Linked DNA regions of Cyprinus carpio: region 2 is linked to region 1. The links are chromatin contacts, called in public Hi-C maps. All regions are on one chromosome and are shown on one strand. Each heading gives the region's core, a stretch centred on a gene start, on an enhancer-like site or on the middle of the called end of the contact. The rest is flanking DNA. Distances are from core to core; before and after follow the strand shown. Region 1 overlaps LOC122145324 (a long non-coding RNA gene). Region 2 has its middle 50 kb from the start of LOC109051405.

Region 1 (4,872 bases), core at 1,432-3,931:
CTCCGTCCTAAAGGCATGCTGCTCTGTAGCAATAAACAAGGCTGGGAAGTTGTTTCACACTTGTCACAATGTTGGTGGCAACCGACCCCCTCTCGTTTTCTACCAGGCTCTCGCTTGCTCTCCACCTCTGCTTTTCAGAAAACAACAGTAACTCAGGGCCATAGAATTACCACTTCTGAAACAAAGATGGCCAAGTGGCCCAACTTGCCCCATGTTAGGGGTAAGTTGAGCCATATCAGCTAGCTATATTTACATGAAATTAAAACTTGCATGTAATGAATTAATATTATTATTATAAAATACATTTTTAAACTATGTATTCAGTTTCAAATATTGGCCAACATTATCTTGATATTTTCTTAAACATACCCAAAAAACAACCAGAAAGGGAAGATAATCAGGCACATGTTTGTGGAGTGATCAAGGAAGTTTCAAAGAACTAAAATTGCACATTTGGCTTCTTCTTGGGCCACTTTATTGGATAGTTAAACTAGAAAATGGGTAGATGAAGAGAGACTGGAATGAAAACATGTCATGGGACAGATTCAAACCTGCGCAATGCTCTGATTACTGCACCAAAGCTCCCACAATATTATGAATAATCATTATGAATATACATTTATCAATAAGTTCTACAAATATGAAAATTTTTCTGCCTCAGTCTGATATCTGACAACCTGTTCTTTGTACATAGACAAAATTCCAAGCATTTGACAAATGAATTAAAGAACTTTTTTTCAGAAATAATATAATTAAAATTTCACTAATCAATTTCACTGGTGACCAATGCTGAGACACAAAAACAAAGGAAAAACATAAACACATAATACCTCCAATTGGTTCATTGCTCTGACAGGATAAGAGTAAATAAGCAGACATTTACGCCAATCTTTCATTCAGCCGGCAGTCATCCATCCAGTGTGCACCTCTTAATCTGGTCCTGCTAGCACTGGGGAAACAAAGACCTTCACCAGATAAAACAAATGATCCCACTAGGAATGGGAAACAACTCACAGTCAACAGATCCACTCTTAACACAGGTCGGCCATCTTTGTGTGATTGAGCCATGTGTGTCCACAAAAACAAACCCAAAAAAAACACATTGCACCAGAAAACAGAGATAAACCAAGGCATAGAAATAGACCTCCAAAGTAGTACACAATTTAAAATCTGCCATCTTTGCTCATGGGACCACAAAAACTTCTAAATGCCATTTACTAATTAATTTGGAGTTTCAGGAAATTTTATCTGAAAGACTGATGGCATCAGAAGAACATATACAGTCCACTTTTTTTCCAAAAAGTTTCCAAAAATATTAGTATATATTGCTTGTTAAAAGTAAGAATGAAACAGAAGTAGCAATATTTTCTGTATTTTGACTTAGATCAAGTGGATTACTGAAACGTAAAAAGTAGGGGGGGGGGTTTAATTCTATGCATTGGTTGTTAATTAGATTTTGAGATGTGTGGGTTGCACTCAAAAATGGGGGTAGATGAAGGCAAGCTTGCAAAGGATGAGGTTTGAACCCTTACCAAAAAGTAGTATACTTCAAGTTTATTTTATTAAGTATACTTAAGTAAAGTTCAAGTATATTTAGACTTTTTGTAAGTATAAGTCAAGTATACTTAAATGTCATTTTAAGTATATTTCTGAGAAGTACATAAAAAGTAAACTAAAAGCATACTTTCCTATTTTTTTAGTTTAAAAGAAGTATACTAATAGCACACTTGAATAAACTTCTTTTTCGTAAGGGAAGTCCTGCATGTCACCAGAAAGACACTTGAATGAGTGTGCACACTTTTCAACAGTACTACTCTTTTTTTTTTTTTTTTTTTTGAGTAAAAAAATGTATACTGTACATGTAAAAAGAAAGGGCATTCAGTAAAATTTAAAAATATGATTATGTGAACTAAAACGCATTGATCTGTGTCCATGTATCATAATATTCATCAAATTAATTCACCCTTTATGAATAAACTACATACGAGGCATGGTGGCTAAATCTAGTCTATTGCTTCAATATTTTTACAAATGTGACAGTCTACTAAACAGAATACTGCTTAAAAAAAAACAGCGCTCTTAAAATTACGCATATAGTTGTCAAATATAAGCCAATTTAAATGCCTACAGTTGTCTGAGATGCTGTGTTTTGGATATTTGCTGCCAAGAAGCATTACTTGTCCGTTGTGGTGGTGACCTCTGCAACTTGTTCCCCTGATCTCATCCTAATTTTAATGTGAAACTAGAGCTCTATGTCAGCCCCATGTGAGGGTGAGTAAGGGGCCTGGAAATATCAAGCAAAGGGGTGCGGCCGCCTTCCATGGAGGAACACAAACATTGCTGACCGACCTGATGGTTCTGTAATGAATATATTCAAAGTGTAACAGAGAGAGTAATCCAACTGCAGTCTCGGGTCAGGAAAAGGACTGTGCCAAAAAGCTACAGCACCTCATTGCATTTTACAAGCAAAATTAAACAAGTTTTACAATTTAAAAAGCTGACACTGTCCTTATTGTCAAGTTTACACCTTTTTTCAGAGCCGTGGAACGTTCTACTTCGAAACAGAAGCTACTGTAATACTGAATATGTTTATCTAAATGAAAGATAAATGCTGTAGATGATCAACCTATGAATAACACTAAATACAGCTACAAGCAAACTGTGTGAAACATCTCTGTGTCAAATCTAAATTGTGATAGAGTTCATTGAGAAACAATGACACCTCTGTTGTTGTGTTTCTCTCTGTTCACACTCTGCTAATGACCTTGTGACTCTGTGATGTGTACAATAAACAAGTGTGCAATAGTTTCTTCTCTTATTCACAGTGTTACATTTTCTTCTAATAAATTGGTCAATTATTCAATGGCATGCAGAGTCACTAAGTTGTGTTCATATCAAATCAGTTTTTTGATAAATTAATAGAAAATATTTAAATGCACTTCAGAAAATTTAGAAATAATAATTTTTGCTTTTGAAATTAAATTGATCAGTGTAAAGCTTATAGTATAAGAGATCACCAGAGATGCATGAAGCATCAAGTGCCAAGAAAAAAAAAAAAGGAAGATCCGGCACATATATCAAGGAAAGGGCATTTAGATGATAATTCTAATAACTGCTTCCATTCTACAATTAAGTAAAACAACTTTTTCTGTAAGTCACTAAATTGGAACAAAACAGCATGACATAGCCAACAAAGCCCAAAATATATGTAACTTCCTCAAAGTTATGCTTGACTAGCTTTCTTTGTGTGAGATGTGTGTCCATAGTATGCACATGGATGAATGGCCCAGTGAGGAATTTAGCTGAGCACTAAATGAAGTGACTTATGCCAGGCAAATTTAATATGTGGTTTTCACAGACTAAAGTGGTGGTAGAAGGGGGGCGCTATGTTGTTGCCCCAAGGCAAGATGATAAAGAAGAGCAACACTGGGGAAAGAATGAAAGCTTTGTAGAGCAAAAATTAAAGAGACCAAAAAGTGCACTTATTACAGAAAACTGCTAAACATCTTTTAACTGAGCTTGCACATATAGGTCCATAACATAGCCTATCAGTGATATACATAATCATGAGATATAGAAGAAGCTCAAAAGAACAACTAACAGAATTCAAAACAGTAATGAAATTCTATTATGGGACACAAACCATCAGTTCACATATATCCCTAGCAGGCAGAAAAGACCACTTATCTGTGGGTGACATAGAAAATTTATGATTCTACAAAAAACAAGCACACACAAGAAACTACTATGAAAATAAATACACATAGAAAACAAAAAATGGCATTTCGGTTCCATAAAGCCTAGATTTATTTATCAATGCATGTATTGATCTGCCTTTTTGGGCCTTTCATAAAGATCAAGGGATCCAGGCGGTGAATCCTGGGTGCTGACGCCGGCACACAATTACTGCAGGCCTCACTGATTCCATTTACCAGATTAAGCACTTTGTAAACATTTGATAACATTCAAAGAAGGGGTTCGGTTGTCCCAAACAGAATTACTCGCAGATGCAAGTCATCTGACAGGAATAGTTCTAATTTCTAGTATAGATTGTTTTCATGCAGAATTCTAACATGATAATTAAATCTGCTGTTCTGAGCCCCATCTCAAGTCAAGTCACATGGTACCTTTAGTCATTTAGCAAGTCCTTTGCTGGGCTATTGAAAGCCGCGGGATTCCAGGGCAAGGTTCCTGACTGCCAAATGACAATTTGCCACAGCGCTTTGATGATTTTATTATGTGTTTAAATAATACAAATAGCCTGATTCCTGCACTTAACAGAAGACCACTCAACTGGGAACAACATGAAAAACACCCTGCACGTGGCCATTAGCAGCCATTCACAAAGTTACACCAGTTTTTCATAGTGAGGTTAGAGAGTGAAGCAAAGTTTGCTTTGAGAAAAGAGTGTTTATGAGAAATATGTGCAGCAATGTAGGATAATACAAGAAACATGCACACTGAAATTTAAAACAGATTTTTCTGTTTTGTTACAAAAATATTATTATTTACCTATAAGGCCCTTAATGGTTTAGCTCCTGCATATCTAACTACTCTTCTACCACGCTACAATCCATCACGCTCCCTAAGGTCACAAAACTCTGGACATTTGGTGGTACCTAGGATAGCAAAGTCCACTAAAGGAGGTAGAGCTTTTTCACATTTGGCTCCCAAACTCTGGAATACCTGATAATGTTCAGGGTTCAGACACACTTTCTCTGTTTAAATCTAGATTAAAAACACATATCTTTGTTCAAGCATTCAAATAATGCATCTTATAATTTTGGATTGCAGTTATATCTGATCAAATGTGCATTATTATTCTTTAGCTTGGGTTAAACTAATTAATTTTACTTGGTTGGAACAGCAGCT
Region 2 (4,259 bases), core at 633-3,132, 40 kb before region 1:
GTAGCACTGCTTTAAATGTTGTTGTGACAATGCTAAATGGCGCTTTTTATGAATGTGCTAAAAACAACTTCCCCCAGTGTGGGCCGTGGCACCAAAGGCAATGATGGGTGAGAACTAACACTCCAGGACCACAAACAGTGTCAGGGGTCCTGTGATTTCCTGTGATCACCTCCCATCTGCCCCCGCCTGTTACTCAAAGAAGGTCTCTCCGCATGGAGCTGTGATTTTCACAGGCTCTCCTAATCCTCTTCAATCTGTGGCACCAACCCCCTTTTCCAAGTCTCACCAGGCTAATAAGGTGAGGATGACCCCAGAACATCAGGGATGAGAGAAGAAGGCCAGTTCTCACCTTTGGAGGCATCGCCTCTGCTCTTGTTATGCCTATGAGCAATCCATCTTATGGTTCTCCTCCCTGAGTGCTTGCCCTGATGTACAATATGTCTTAGTGAAGGTGGCAAGGGTGGGATGTATTTCCTGGGTAGTGAAAGAACATTTGCGTTCACATCTACATTTACATTTATTCTTTTAGCTTTTGCTTTAATCCATAATGATTTATACACATACAAACAGTAAGCAATATTATATATACACACACACACACATTTATTAGACTGTACTTATTAACTGTATTTGGGCATCTGAATAATAATAATAATAATAATAATAATAATAATAATTTTCCCTTTCTTGTAAAACAGTAAATTCAAAAATCATGGATGACAACAATAATTATATTTTAGCACTAGAAACACTATTGTGACTAAAGAGCTTACACATACTGGTGGATTAACCATTACAGATACATACAAAAAATATTTTGGTCATCACCAATACTGTTAGCACTGTTGTATAATTTATACTTTTTTGTGCATGCTCATCTGCTCAGTTTAGAATACTAAATTATCTTTACATGAGTGGTAAATGACAGTAAAATTCTAATAATTTACTAATAATAACACTGTTACATGTAATATTAAGCAAATAACTATCAACTATCTGTTGATGTAATATTTAGCAAATATCGATTGATCATTGATGGATGGATGGATGGATGGATGGATGGATGGATGGATGGATGGACGGACGGACGGACGGACGGACGGACGGACGGACGGATGGATGGATGGAACCAATGAATCACTATGACAACAAGCTAATAGCTTGCATTCTTGCTGGCACTTTTCCACTAAATATTATATGTAACAGTGTTATTAAAATTATTCGAATTTTTAAAAATTACCTTAGCTGGCACAGCGCTCATGTAAAGAGAATCTAATATTCTAAACAGAGCATGCACAAAAAAAGTATAAATTAATATGGTTCTACCACTGAGGAGCCATGAATGTGAAAGTTTTGGAAATGGGGTGGTACCATTTAAAAAGATATGAATACATGTATCATTTATGTACAAATATGCAGACTTTGGTTACTAACATGTACCTCTAAAGTACCAATATACACCCTTTAGGGGTAAATAAGCTACAAATGTGTACCTTTTGAAAGGGAACTACCTCATTTACAGTTTTTATACCTTTAATCTGAGAGTGTAAGGGGGCAGATCCAGTATTTTAAAACCAAAGGTGGCTTCATTAGGGATCTCAGTATAATTTTTGGATCTAGTTGTTGTCATAGACCCCATGTACACATGGTATTAACATCTGCCTTAAGCAATGATCACAAGCTGTCAGCCAAGACACATTACTGGTATTAATACTCTGTGTCACTACATCCTGAGGATATTCTGTGAAGTCTTTATATTTAGTTGATTGGCAGGTGGTCCTCGCTGCCCAAGAAACCATTAGGTCGGATTAGTGATTACACTACAGATTTCGACTACATATTTTGTGATCTTATCACTCAAACCACAAGTTTGACATGTTGGGTAGCTGTTAATACCTGGTTTAACCAGATCATATACAAGCCCAGCATATCTCAAATTGTTTAGAATGCTAGATGTCCTCTGCCCAGAGAACACTCAGTTCTCAAACCCATCACACCTCGCATTAAAAAGCCCCTTAAAATAAAACCAAACTGGACATGGAGACTGAGTTATTGGCACAGCTGGAGGGAGACAAGGAGGAGAAAAACATGCAGTACTACCAACAACAACACCAATAACATAATAATGGGACTGAGAAGACATTCACACCTAATGGATGCTGTTTCAGGTGGGTGAGGAGTCGAATGGGAGGGTGTGCCTGTGCTGTTTGGGTAACACGTAGGATAGACAGAGTCAGGTTGCACACTGTTAGCATTCCAACGAGATGTCAAACACTATGAAGTAGTGGCTCATGCCTCATCCAGCGTCTCTGTACATGTCCCACTGCAGTCACGAATGGAAGGAGTGTTAGTAGAAGGCATGTGAGTGTTTTTCCTGGAAGCATGTATCAGTTCTAGGAAATGTGTCACTATAGTATTTACACTCCTTGCATACAGCAGGCTCCTCGATCTGTGAGCTCAGAGACATCATAGATCCTCAAGAGAACGAATGACTATCATCATTAACATTTGCATGCAGTTATAATTGAGCCACAGCATATTCAAGCTACAGTCTCCATCGCTCAAACCAAGTTTACGTGACACAATGTGTAATCTAATATTTGAAGGATAAAATACATAACACAAACACCTCCTCTGTCTTTTGGAGCAAGTGCACAACAGCAAGGCCAAATATAGTCCGATTAACATGCTAACAAGCTGGACGAAACAGAGCAATAGTGTTATCTAGGTCTGTTATTGCTACACAAAACGAAACTGGTTTGACGTGAAAACAATTTAAAGATATGATTTACTGCTTTAATAGATGTATTGAGTTAAAGCAGTGAATAATGATAATAGTCATAATAGTCATTTAGCACAGGATCAATCAATTTTATAGGCGAAGGGCATAATTTCTTCACCCCCAGTGGCACCAAATAGAATTGCAAAAATAATGTTTTCAAACAGGTCTCCTAAACACATTGGTCAGAAAGAATGTTGTTTTATTGATATTCTATTAAACTATTTATTATTATTATTATTATTATTTATTTATTTATTTTAGTAATGTTATGCTTTTGCCATTTTAGTTAGTTTCAGTTTTAGTAATTTTAGTATTTCAACTTATTTATTAAGTTTTTTTGTTAATTCTTCCTCTTATAATTTATTTATAAATTTATTTATTTATAATTTAGCTTTATTTAGAAAACCAATAAAAATCTAAATAAAATGTCTAAAATCACTAAAAATCTATTTTAACAAACAATAAAAACACTACAATCAGAAAAACAGTAGTCCAGCCCTTATCCTACACAACTGTACCAATGTAGGGGACCCTCAAACAAACATTGTTTTATAATGCCACAGAGCCACAGAGTTTACACTACTCAATTAAATAAATGTGAATGAATTACAAAAAGAAACTACTTTATTAGTAAAAATACACAAATGTCCTTTAGATATATTAGACATAGCAGGTAGACGTAACTAAAATAATGTATTATTTCCAATGTATTATTTAAACATTTAAACATAATTTACAACTCATCACGTTGACTAATTGTGAACCAGCGAACTGTGGTTTTCTTCAGATACAGAAAGATAATGGCAAAACACCCCTTACTGCTTCATCTACACCTGTAATGGATTTAGGAACCAATAACTAAAATGGATTGAAAAATATATCTGCTTTCACTAATGACTGTAGTCTCCACTGCTCTATTAGGACTCATGAGAGTAAGAATGAAGGGGTGGCCGCTGAACTTGCCTGCCTGTTAACAGTCACTATAAAATTGTCACGTCAACACCTTGTGCCTGTCTTTATAGTCCCAAACCCATTGGCAGTGCTACGATATGTATAACTTCAGCTTCAATAGACTTTCTCAAAAATAGCATACACAAACCCGATTCCAAAAAAGTTGGGACACTGTACAAATTGTGAATAAAAACAGAATGCAATGATGTGGAAGTTTCAAATTTCAATATTTTATTCAGAATACAACATAGACGACATCAAATGTTTAAACTGAGAAAAAATATAATTTTAAGGGAAAAATAAGTTGATTTAAAATTTCATGGCATCAACACAACTCAAAAAAGTTGGGAAAAGGCCATGTTTACCACTGTGTAGCATTCCCTCTTCTTTTTATAACAGTCTGCAAACGTCTGGGGACTGAGGAGACAAGTAGCTCAAGTTTAGGAATAGGAATGTTGTCCCATTCTTGTCTAATACAGGCTTCTAGTTGCTCAACTGTTTTAGGAAGATGCAACTAAGAAGACCT

What was found. Hi-C and Micro-C count contacts between places; a contact is called where the count stands out from the background.
Region 2: a Hi-C map of skeletal muscle shows a contact between it and region 1, with 1.7 times the contacts expected there. The contact joins two enhancer-like sites. A contact is called at or near these places in 2 of 8 Hi-C or Micro-C datasets (both in skeletal muscle).

The regions. Positions count from the first base shown.
Region 1 is chrA6:20,683,855-20,688,726 of ASM1834038v1, reverse strand. All of the region lies in intron 1 of LOC122145324 (a long non-coding RNA gene), which reads right to left. Among protein-coding and RNA genes, the nearest start is that of LOC109051405, 10 kb to the right of the region's middle. Within about 2 kb of position 2,681, at least 1 of the 8 cell types and tissues checked has an H3K27ac peak or open chromatin away from gene starts, as enhancers often do. A contact at or near this core is called in skeletal muscle, where this site is marked.
Region 2 is chrA6:20,723,709-20,727,967 of ASM1834038v1, reverse strand. No RefSeq gene overlaps it. Among protein-coding and RNA genes, the nearest start is that of LOC109051405, 50 kb to the right of the region's middle. Within about 2 kb of position 1,882, at least 3 of the 8 cell types and tissues checked have an H3K27ac peak or open chromatin away from gene starts, as enhancers often do. A contact at or near this core is called in skeletal muscle, where this site is marked.